2 separate regions of the Sus scrofa genome follow, and region 1 is linked to region 2. A link is a contact called in public Hi-C data. All regions are on one chromosome and are shown on one strand. Each heading gives the region's core, a stretch centred on a gene start, on an enhancer-like site or on the middle of the called end of the contact. The rest is flanking DNA. Distances are from core to core; before and after follow the strand shown.

Region 1 (5,588 bases), core at 3,041-5,540, 140 kb before region 2:
TAATTCCCCCTCTTGCAACCTCTGGTACCCAGCACTTTACTTTCTGTCTCTATGATAAGTTAACTACCTTAGGTACCTCACATAACAGCAATCATATAGTATTTGTCTTTCTGTGACTGGTTTATTAACATAATGTCCTCAAGGTTCATCCATGGTATAGTATGCATCAGAATTTCCTTCTTTATTAAGGCTGAATAATATTCCATTGTATGTATAAAAACATTTCGTTTATCCATCCATTGGATCTTGGACATGTGAGTTCCTTTGGCTATTGTGAATTATGCTGCTATGAACGTGGGTGTGTAACTATGTTCAGGTCCCTGCATTCAGTTCTTTAGGATACATACCCAGAAGTAGAATGACAAAATCGTATGGTAACCCCATTTTTATTTATTTTTGCTTTTTAGAGCCACATCCATGGCATATAGAGGTTCCCAGGCTAGGGGTTGAATTGGAGCTGTAGCTGCAGGCCTATGCCACAGCCATAACAATGTCAGATCCAAGCCACGTCTGTGACCTACACCACAGCTCATGGAAATGCCAGATACTTAACCCAATGAGCAAGGCCAGAGATCAAACCTGCAACCTCATGGTTTCTAATCGGATTCATTGCTGCTGTGCCACAATGGGAACTCCTCCATCTTTAATTTTTTTGAGGCACTTCCATACTGTTTTTCATGGTGGCTGAACCAGTTTACATTCTCACCAGAAGTGTACAAGAGTTCCACATTCTTCAGAGCTCCCTGGTGGCTCAGGAGGTTAAGAATCTGGCATTGTATCACTGCTGTGGCACAGGTTTGACCCCTGCCCTGGGAACTTCCACATGCCACAGGCACAACCAAAACATTGGAAACAAGACTTCCATTTTCTTCACTTGTTAGATTTTTTTTTTTTTTTTTTTTTTTTGGCCACATTCATGGCATATGGAAGTTCCCAGTCCAGGGATCAAACCCATATGGCTGCAGAGACCACACTGGATCCTTAACCCACTGCATCACAGTGGGAACTCCTTAGATTCCTTTTTTTTTTTTTTTTTTTTTTTTTTGTCTTTTTTTTGTCTTTTTGCCATTTCTTGGGCCACTCCCATGGCATATGGAGGTCCTCAGGCTAGGGGTCAAATCAGAGCTACAGCTGCCAGCCTACACCACAGCCATAGCAACGTGGGTGTTATTGAGTGACCCTGAGTCTTCTCATGGGTGGGTGGTCACAGCTTCAGGCTCCTATGCGCAATTTCCCCCAGTTTGGCCCAGGTCCAAGCCGGCAGCAGGGTTGAGGGAAGCTCTTCCAGACTGCTTCAGTTCCTCCCCACACTCTGGGGCACTCTGAGAGGGCTCCTCTGCCTCAGGCCTTGGACAGCATGATTCAGTACATCCAGAGGATGTTAAGGATGTCTGGGACCAGCACAGCCAAGGTCATCACTCCTTGAATTTTATTCTATTTATTTATTTAGGCCATGCCTGCAGCATGAGGATGTTCCTGGTCCAAGGATCAAACCTTTACCACAGCAGTGACTTGAGCTACAGCAGTGACACTGCTGGATCCTTTACCCACAGAGCCACCAGGGAACTCCAACCCTCAAATTTTAGGATGGCATCACAGTGGTGCTGGCTGTGTAGACTATAGCCATGGCCACCCCATTTGGCAAGGCAACTGGTGAGTATGGAGCAGCTCACTATACTAAGGAACCAACTGTGGACAGGATAGTGGGGGTCAGGAGTGAAGGAGAGGAAAGGGAATACCAGAGAGGAACAGGATGCCCCCCAAACATCCCCTAAGACTCAAGTGCCCCAAATTGACAAAGGGCTGTGAGCAGACACACATATGGGTATAGGAGTCTGCAAGATAATACAGACTGCCCCAGGGCCAGGGAGAGTTGGGAGAAGACAGTGGCAGGGTAATTAGTCAGGCACGCAGAAGGCAGTCACATGGGGCTGTCACAAGAGACTGTTGGCAGGCTTCAAAGGTTGGGGTGAGCTTCAGGAACATTCACCCATTCATTTACTCTTTTTTTTTTTTTTTTTTGAAACTAACACCTAGTGAGCTGCCCCCATGTTCCACACTGGGGACACCACACCAATCAAACAACCAACCAAGGGACTTCCTGTTGTGGCTCAGTGAGTTACAAACCCAACTAGTATCCATGAGGATGTGGGTTAGATCCCTGGCCTTGCTCAGTGGTTTAAGGATCTATCATTGCTGTGAGCTGTGGTGTAGGTCACGGACCTGTCTCAGATGTGGAGTTGCTGTGGCTGTGGTGTAGCCTGGCAGCTACAGCTCTGATTCGACCCCTATTTTGGGAACTTCCATATACTGCAGGTGCAGCCCTGAAAAGAAAAAAAAAAAAAAGGCAAAAACAAACAAAGAGCACACAACCAAAATCTGTCCTCTTGGAGTTGATGGTAACCAAGTCCACAGGAGATGTTCAACATGTGCGGGTGGGGAGGTGGTGTCTCCAGGGGTCTTTACAGAAGAAGTAGAAACTGGAGTTCCCTGTGGCCTAGTGGTTAAAAGATCTGGTGTTTTCACAGCTGTGGCTTGCATCACTGCTGTGGCATATGTTCAACCCCTGGCCTGGGAACTTCTACATGCCGTGCCGCGTCCAAACAAAAAAAAGTAGTAGTAGCTGAAGAGAGAAACTGAATGGTGACACGGAAACCTTTGATCCCAGTTGTGAGGAATCACCACCAAGTCTGAAAGGAGCCAGGTTCAGAAATGGGCAGGGGACTCAGTGAATGTGACTCTGGGTCTCATCCAGCTGGATCCCATCTACCACATAGCTACACACAGAGAGCTAGAAACTCAGCAACAGCCCCCACTATGGTTGGGTGGACAGTCAAACACAGAGAGAGGCATAGGAACACACCACTGTCACGCACAGACATAGCCCCACAGTCAGAATGGACCACTGTTGAGGCACAGTCATAAACACACATTGTCATATACTGTCACTGACATACCGATGGTGGAGGGGCACCCATACGAGTCACACCCATACAAGTCAGGGACACACAGTGTTACAAACACATACCAACAGCTGGACACAACTACATAATGGAATCCCACATCAGAGACCACCCCAGATTGGCATTGTCAGTCAGACCTTTATACCACCGCTGAGACACAGAGTTTCACACACACACACACACACACACACACACACACACACACACACGAAGTCAGAGATTCATATAGGTACAGGCACACACTGGTAGACACAATCACACACAGATATGTAAAGGGCTATAACAGTCACATGTGTCTTGATGGTGGGACAATCATTTATCCACAAGTTGGGGACACATGGGGTGTCATAAACACAGTCATCTACCCACTAGTGTTCAGACATGCAATCACACACACATTATTGCATGGACCATCAAAGAAATGTTGACACACCTAATCCCAGCCCCTCAGAATTCTGGGACAAATTCCACATCCTTCCACACACACAGAATGACAGACACCCAGAAGCTGATACAATCACAAGTGCACATGCAGCTACTGACACGTGGACACACAAAGTCCCACATGTACCAATGTCCACACTGACACACGTGGGGACTATCCCTGACCTACCCTCATACAGCCACACACAAACGTACACACCTTTGTTTGAGTTCTGAGAAACTACGAAAACCCATGAAAACATCCACACTCTATCGCAATCTCACACACACATACGCACACACACACAATTGTGAACATGCACACTACCCTACAGGATCCTCAACCGTCCAAGCGAGGGAGGTGGAATAAGGTATTAGTGTGAATCCCCCATAATAACAGTAGCAAACGCTTACATGGCTGTTCTGCATAGATTAACTCCATTATTCCATAAAACAAAGCCCAAAAAACAAACAAAACAAAAAACAAAAAACCTCTACGAGGTTATTATAATTGGCCATTTCAGAGGTGAGACTATTGAGGCACAGACAGGTTAAGCACTAGTCCAGACTCCAGGAGCTAGATTAGCAGTCCTTCTTCTTCCCTAACGTCAGCGCCGAATCAGCGCCTGGCACACAGTAAGCCTTCAAATGTTCGTTGAAAAAATGAGGGAATCCACATTACTTAGACCTTTAATATTTCATTCCCGTATTTCAGGTGGGCACTAGGACTGTCAGTTGAGTTCACCCGCTGCCTGAGTCCAATGTCCCAGCTCCGAAACCGCACAGTCTCTCCTTCCCGAACCAAGCTCGCTCATTCGTGGGGAGTCCAGCTTGCCTCGTTAGGGGAGGGGCCTGACTCACCACGAGGCGGGGCCAAGGTCGCTGCGCCTTTTTATTGGTGCTCCTTTCTTCGAGGCGGGACCTCTCTTAAACTGGCGCTGTTGATTTGCCGGCTCCCTGGTGGCCCGTGACCCAGAAGATCTTCGTGCAACATGGCGGCGCCCAGGGGCAAGACATAACCGGCCCGGATTCCGCGGCCGTCCGCGTGAATAGGTAGGTCCCACGCGGGGAGGCAAGCGTGAATTTATGAGCCCTGGGGCAGCCCCTTTGGGGCCAGCAGCGCGGAAGGGCGGCCCCAGGAGGATCCCGGCTGCCGGGGCCAGGGCACCGTGACCTTTTCGGGTACACGGCGGGACGTTCCGAGGAGAGCTGCCTTCTGTGTACCCGCCTCCCCACATCCCTAATCTCTAATCTTGGAGATGAGACAGCTGAGGCTCAGAAAAGTTAAAGCCGTCTCCCAAGGTCACGCCACAGGTTGGCAGCTAGGCTAAAGTTCGCTTCTTTCTCCCAAGGGCGTCAAAATCCTAGCAGCCAGCCTCAGAGCTGCTGTAGGTACACCCTGCCTAGGGGTTCAGATTTATAGAAGCTTTGTAGAAATTTAGCTCTTCTTATTCATTTGATATTTGTTGGGTACCTACTATATAGCAGGCACTATCCCAGGTGCAAAAGAGACAGCAAAAAGGAAGACAGACAAAAATCTCTGGTCTCAGGAGAGCTAGACGTTGAACAAATCAGAAGTAAATGAAACGTGACTTCAGATGCTAATTGCTAAAAATTCATTCATCAGGATGATGGGGCTTTAGATTGGGAATGGGGCAGTAGTCAGGGAAGGCGTCTCATTTGAATATAGACCTGAATAACCAGGCACAGCAATGAACTGACCTGGGGAAGGAATTTCCAAACAGGGAAAAGCAACCTCAGAGGCTCTGAGACTAGATAAAGTCAGCTTGTTTAAGAAACAGCGTAATGGGAGAGTTCCCTGTTGGTCTAGTGGTTAGGATTCAGAGCTTTCACCTCTGCAGCCTGAGTTCAACCCCTGATCTGGGAACTGAGATCCCACAACAAGCTGCTGCACACTGCAGCCAAAAATAAATAAAAATTAAATAAAATTTAAAAGAGAAATAAATGGTGTAGCTGGAGCTTCCAGTAATAACAGTTGAGTTTGGAGGGATGGAGCCTGTCTGATTTTTATCTCATGTGATGTGCAATTAGTGACTTTAGCCGGAGAACACTTTAGTTTACATTTTAAAAAAGCTCCCTATGACCACTTTAGGGAGAACTGGCTGGAGGCAGGTAAGGAAAGGAGTGTGGGTAGATGAAGAGAGGTCATGGACTGGAGTTGTGGCTTGCAGATGGAGAGAA
Region 2 (5,969 bases), core at 2,319-4,818:
CATTCCTGGGTTGCTATCTCTGAATCTCTGCTGGATAGACAGTGACCCTGGCCTTGAGCTGGCTCACAAGTTCTGAAGGCCACAGGGCAAAGTTAAAGCTCTGAACAACCCGGTGCCTCCTTCCCAGGCCTGCAAGATGGAGGAAGGCGGGAACCCGGGAAGCCTGACCAAAGTGGTCCATCTACTGGTCTTGTCAGGGGCCTGGGGCATGCAAGTGTGGGTGACCTTCGTCTCAGGTAGGGACCCTTGACCTGGAGATCATGGGTGCCCAGGGTGGGGATAGGGATAAGAGGGTGACCTGGAAGTGTCCTAATAGGCGTGTGGTCCCCTGCACCCCACAGGCTTCCTGCTTTTCCGAGGCCTTCCTCGACATACCTTCGGCCTCGTACAGAGCAAACTCTTCCCTTTCTACTTTCACATCTCCATGGGCTCTGCCTTCATCAACCTCTGCGTCTTAGCCTCACAGCATGCCTGGGCTCAGCTCACATTCTGGGAGGCCAGCCAGGTATGTGGGTTTGGGTTCCACTACCCTGGGGAGACTCACTCCCAGGACCGCATTGAGCACCTATGGCTATACCTTTGTGAGAATTAAAATGAAATCCCCCCAAAACTGACCCTTCTTCCTGGTGGATACAAAGCTGGGCTCTGGGTAATCTTGAGCAGTACACAGCCTGCACAACCATCCCCAGAAGCCCTGTCTATTCCCTGGTGTCTCTCTGCTGGCTATTACTCCCTCTCCTCCCCCAGGCTGGGCCTGTAGCCAAACTGTGGTGACTCAGCTGGGTTGGGGCACTGACCCCAGCTCATTGTTTAAAAACCAGCCTGACTGGGAATTTACCGTCCCCCACCCCCATCCACACTTTTTTACCCCTAGCCGCAAGGCAAGGAACCATCTCTGTATCTAGTATTTCTCTATCCTGCCCTCCCCCTGCCCCCATTATGTCCCTCAGATATGGTTCACTGCCAGGTTTCAATAATCCCTCAGACACAGGAGGGGATTATGGGTAACTGGAACTTCGAGGACGTTTAATTCACTCCCAGTGTCAGTTTCTGGGGTCTAGGCTGGGGCCACATAGGAGATGGGCCCTAGGCATTGCCGTAAGCTGTGGTGTAAGTCACAGATGGACCTCAGATACCGTGTTGCTGTGGCTCTGGCATAGGCTGGCGGCTACAGATCCGATTGGACTCCTAGCCTGGGAACCTCCGTATGCTGTGGATTCGGCCCTAAAAAGACAAATTTTCTTCTCTAAAAAATTAAGGAGATGGGGAGTTCCCGTCGTGGCGCAGTGGTTAACGAATCCAACTAGGAACCATGAGGTTGCGGGTTCGGTCCCTGCCCTTGCTCAGTGGGTTAAGGATCCGGCGTTGCCGTGAGCTGTGGTGTAGGTTGCAGACACCGCTCGGATCCCGCGTTGCTGTGGCTCTGGCGTAGGCCAGTGGCTACAGCTCCAATTCGACCCCTAGCCTGGGAACCTCCATATGCCGCGGGAGCCGCCCAAAGAAATAGCAAAAAGACAAAAAAAAAAAAAAAATTAAGGAGATGGGCCCTGTCTTGGGCTCTCTATTTTGGGGAAATTAAAGGACAATTTTGATGCTCTGTCCCATTTCAGGGAAGAGAGGCTCTACGGAGATATGCTCAGTTTGGGGGAACAGAGGAGGGTAGGAGATGGATGTGTTCTAGAAACTTCCAGTCAGGGTTTCAGAAGAGTGGAGGCTCAGGAGGTTTAGGTGAGATAAAGGAGACAGTGATGGAGCCTTTCCTTAGAACATGCAGGTTTCAGGGTAGGAGAGTGGAGCTCAGTTTGGCTTTGGGGATGGAGGTGGGAGGCCTGGCTTGACCCAGTGCTGTCCCATTCCCTTCTGGGCCTTGAGGATGCAAAAGGACCCTCCCTAGGGCCCCTCCTGCCTTCCAGGCATGGCTTACCTTGTTCTCCCACTGCCCCACCAGCTCTGCCTGCTGCTCGTGAGCCTAACACTGGCCACCATCAACGCCCGCTGGCTGGAGCCCCGAACCACGGCCACCATGTGGGCCCTGCAGACCATGGAGAAGGAGCGGGGCCTGGGTGGGGAGGTGCCAGGCAGCCACCAAGGCTCGGACCCCTACCGCCAGCTGCGAGGGCAGGACCCCAAGTACAGTGCCCTCCGCCAGAACTTTTTCCGCTACCATGGCTTGTCCTCCATTTGCAATCTGGGTTGCCTCCTGAGCAATGGGCTTCATCTTGCTGGCCTTGCCCTGGGCCTCAGGGGCCTCTAGCACCCACTGACTCTCTGTCTCTGCTGGTGTCCCCAAATGTCAATAAATGCTTCTTTGGAAATGACTGCTGTATTTTTCTCCAACTGGGACTCGGGGGAAGGGGCAGGAGAAGGTAGAGCTGAGGGCTTCCGTTTCCCCACTCACGTGACATGATGATTTGGCGTGTTAGCTTTTGTAGCCCCTGAGCTCTTCCTATAATGGTGTCCATTTGTTGAGCACCTTCTGTGTGCCAGACATGGCACTAACCATTGCACATATCATATATTATTGTAAAAACAACTGGTTCTGAGCCCTGAAGGACCCCATTAACATTGGGGGTGGTCATGTGACTTGCTTTGGCCAATGAAATGTGAGCAGAGTCACAAAGAGAATTATACAAGCCAGCACACGATATGACACATCTTCCCTTCACTGCAAGGAACAGTGTGAGTGAGAAGCAAACCTTGGATGTTGTGTGCCGTGGAGACTAGTGGGGCTGCTTGAGCATATGCCAGCCCTTACTGACTGATGCACATCATCTGGGTTCATCCACAGCAGCCTTGGAGGCGGCTAATGTTCCCATGAAGCAATGGGGGCTCAAGAAGTTCAGCAAATGGCTTCAGGTGGAGTTGTTAGGATTTGAAACCAAGCAAAGCCTGAACTATTATAACTGCAGAATCCTGCTGGCTCGAAGAAAAATCTGGGATCTCAGCTGGGCATGGAGGCCAAATTTCCTTATTGTGTGGCCTTGAGCAAGGGGCTGCACCTCTCCAATCTCCAGTTTCTTTATTTGTGAAGGGGGGGTTAATTCCAAGTGTCCTTAAGAGGATTTGGAATAAGGGTTCTAGTCCTCTTCAGGGGCAGGTGCTGCATTTTACAACACTAATTCAGATCAGAACCCTCACACAACCCTGAGGGACGGAGAAGATGAGGTCCAGGGAAGTGTTCTGTCCAAAGTGACAGAACTAGTAGGAGTTCTCTTGTAGATTAAAGATCTGGCGTTGCCACTGCAGCGGCTTGGGTTGTTGCTGTGGTGCTCGTTGGATCCCAGGCCTGGGAATTTCCACGTGCCTCGGGCTTGCCAAAAGAAAACAAAAACCAGTGACACGGCTAGAAAGTGGTGGATCTGGGATTTGAACCTAGCTCCAGACTTCTCGCTCTTAGCTGCTTTGCGCAGAGTAGGACCTCTACGTCCGCTTAGTTAAAATGAAAAGTTTATTGCTGCGAGACTGACTTTCGACAGCGGGGCAGGCAGTGCGGCTTCTGCCCCTCCCCCATCTCCCCACAAGCTCCGCCCCACCCCGCCCTTCCCCCGGAGCGGCCCCTCCTCCCTCTTCTGGGCGGAGCCGGCGCGGGATCCGGGTGGCTGCGGGCAGCGGCGGCAGCGGCGGCAGCGGCGGCGGCTACGGGGTCGGGGTTGCTACAGGGGCCAGACAGCAGGCAGTAGCGAGTTCGAAGGCAGAAGCTCCACAGGCAGCGCCCTCCACGCGAGGTGACCCCCTTCAGAGGGAGCACACCCGACCCGCATCTCCACGTCCCAGCAGGTCTTGAGGGGACCGGGGCTTAGGGGGAGGGCCGGGGGCCTGAGGAACAAAAGCAGGCGGCGGGGGACGCCTCTTCCCTCTCCCCCACCCAGCTGGGCTCATCGGGGAGCGTTAATGGGACGCGGGCGGGGCAGACGGCCCAGCTGGGGACTTGAGATGGGACCATATGGTGATGGGAGGAAGCTCCTGAGCTCCTGCACCGGTTGGGGCGCCCCACGTCTACCCACGGGTGACAGGGCGGAGCCCTCCGAGCCCCCCCTCACCCCACCCCGGGGTCTCTTACCTAGTGCCAGGCTTGAGGGAGTGTTGGCAGGTGGTCAGAAAGAGGTAGGACCGGCTGACAGGTGGGCTGGGGCTGGGGCTAGAGGTGGGGCGGGCGGGAGCCCCAGCCTGGTGGCCCTGCCCTGCATGGGGAAAGGCTTCCTGCCTCTTCTCTTCCCCTCCTTAAACTTGTTCTCCCGGAACATGGGGTGGGGCAGAGGGCTGGGCAGGAAAGGGGGGCCAGATGGGTCCTCCTTTAAAATGGAAAGAAGCCCCAGGGGTGGTTGAGAAAGAGCTTTTCCAGGGGTTCCTCTGTGAGTTGCCTTCCATTCACCCAGGACTTCTGGAACCTCCCTGGGAGGCTCAGGGAGCTGCCATGAACAGGGGAAACTGAGTCCTAAGGAAGGCAATGAGGGTTGAAGGGGTGCGCTGGACCCAGATGAAGGAGCCCAGCTGTGGGGACAGAGTGCCAGGTCATGGTGGTGGCTGGGGGGATTTCCTGGGATTTGAGGACCGTTGTTCTGGCCTCTGTGGGCTGGGGCCGCAGTGAGTCAGCCCTACTGGGAGGGAGAGGGGCCCAGCCTCTTTGACAAACAGAAGGTGGCAGTATCCATTGAGGGGTAGAGCTGGGCCTTATACCCGGGCTGTATCCACTGAAACCGCCCCTCCCCGTGGGGGTCAGGCCCATGGGAGTCAGGGAAGGGGTTAAACTTGGCTTGGGTCAGGGCAGGCAGGTGGCCAACACCTGCCAAAGTCAACACCCAGGCCCTGGTTGGGGGGGGGGCTCTATCCAGCTGGCAGCCCCCCCATCCCAGCTCACACCTGGGCCACGCCAGCTGCTCACTCTGGGGCAAAGTCCACACCTGCACTTTCCGCAGGGTCCGGCTCCTCAGCGGCCAGGTGGGGCACCCACAACCTGGCCCTTGCATTTGACGAACATCTCCATTTTCCAGCCGAGGACCCTGAAGCCTAGAGAGGGCAAGTGATGCATCCAGGGTCATTTGGCTTCCAAGCGGCAGAGCCGGGATTTGAGCCCAGGTTTGGTGTAGACACTAGAGCCAATCCTGGTGCTTTGTTTCCCTGTAGGGTTCCAGCCCACCCTCCAGGAGGCTTCCTGCCAAGATGGCGTCAGCTGGAGACCCCTCGACGGGCCAGCGGGATGCAGCAGACCAGAACTTCGACTACATGTTCAAACTGCTGCTCATCGGCAACAGCAGCGTGGGCAAGACATCCTTCCTGTTCCGATACGCCGATGACTCCTTCACACCTGCCTTCGTCAGCACCGTGGGCATCGACTTCAAGGTCAAGACTGTCTACCGCCATGACAAGAGGATCAAGCTGCAGATCTGGGTGGGCTAGGCAGCTGTCTGTGGGTCTTTGGGCCAGGAAGGCCCTGGGGTTCCCCCAGGGAAGTACAGGGGAGGGTGTAGGGCTATGGGGAGGGATCCCAGGTGAGGGAAAGTGGCCCAGAGTCAGGGAGGGGGTTTGAGTGTGAAGAGTAGTGGCCGGGTGTATCTGTGATGTGAATTCATCAGAATGGGGTGGATATGCCCCGCCCCCTGGGGTTTGAGGGGGAGATAGGACTAACCCAAGGCAGGTTAGATGTCTTGGTGACCAGTGGAGAAGAGGCTTGGTACCCTCTCAGAACAAGCTGAGGGTTGGGGGGCCCCCACTGAGCCTGCCTGCTCTTCAGAGCCATGCCCCTGCTCCCAGAGGGGCTACTGGTAATGACTGTCACGGTAACAAGCACCGGGCTGTCTGCATCAAAGTGGTATCCTCTGGCCCAGGTGGTTCTTATTCATGGTCATGAAGTTGGCACTTGGAGATGAGGTCAGAGGAGCTGCTAAGTCTTGAGAGTCCACTGACTGTTCAGACTGGGAGCCCCTCAAGGACAGGCCCATGTCTCCTCTATCAGACTAGAGATGATACAG

The links. A called contact is a pair of places that touch in the nucleus more often than the background predicts.
Region 1: a Hi-C map of liver shows a contact between it and region 2, with 5 times the contacts expected there. The contact joins the promoter of ECSIT here to the promoter of RAB3D in region 2. A contact is called at or near these places in 3 of 47 Hi-C or Micro-C datasets (epiblast stem cells, heart right ventricle and liver).

Annotation. Positions count from the first base shown.
Region 1 is chr2:70,169,464-70,175,051 of Sscrofa11.1, reverse strand. ECSIT (evolutionarily conserved signaling intermediate in Toll pathway, mitochondrial) reads left to right here and starts at 4,290. Exons shown (of 8, transcript XM_013987373.2): 1 at 4,290-4,439.
Region 2 is chr2:70,033,278-70,039,246 of Sscrofa11.1, reverse strand. RAB3D (ras-related protein Rab-3D) reads left to right here and starts at 3,568. Exons shown (of 5, transcript XM_003123177.3): 1 at 3,568-3,777; 2 at 5,125-5,388. The coding sequence starts at 5,161. TMEM205 (transmembrane protein 205) reads left to right here. Exons shown (of 4, transcript XM_003123176.3): 2 at 128-236; 3 at 342-505; 4 at 1,949-2,318. The coding sequence ends at 2,254.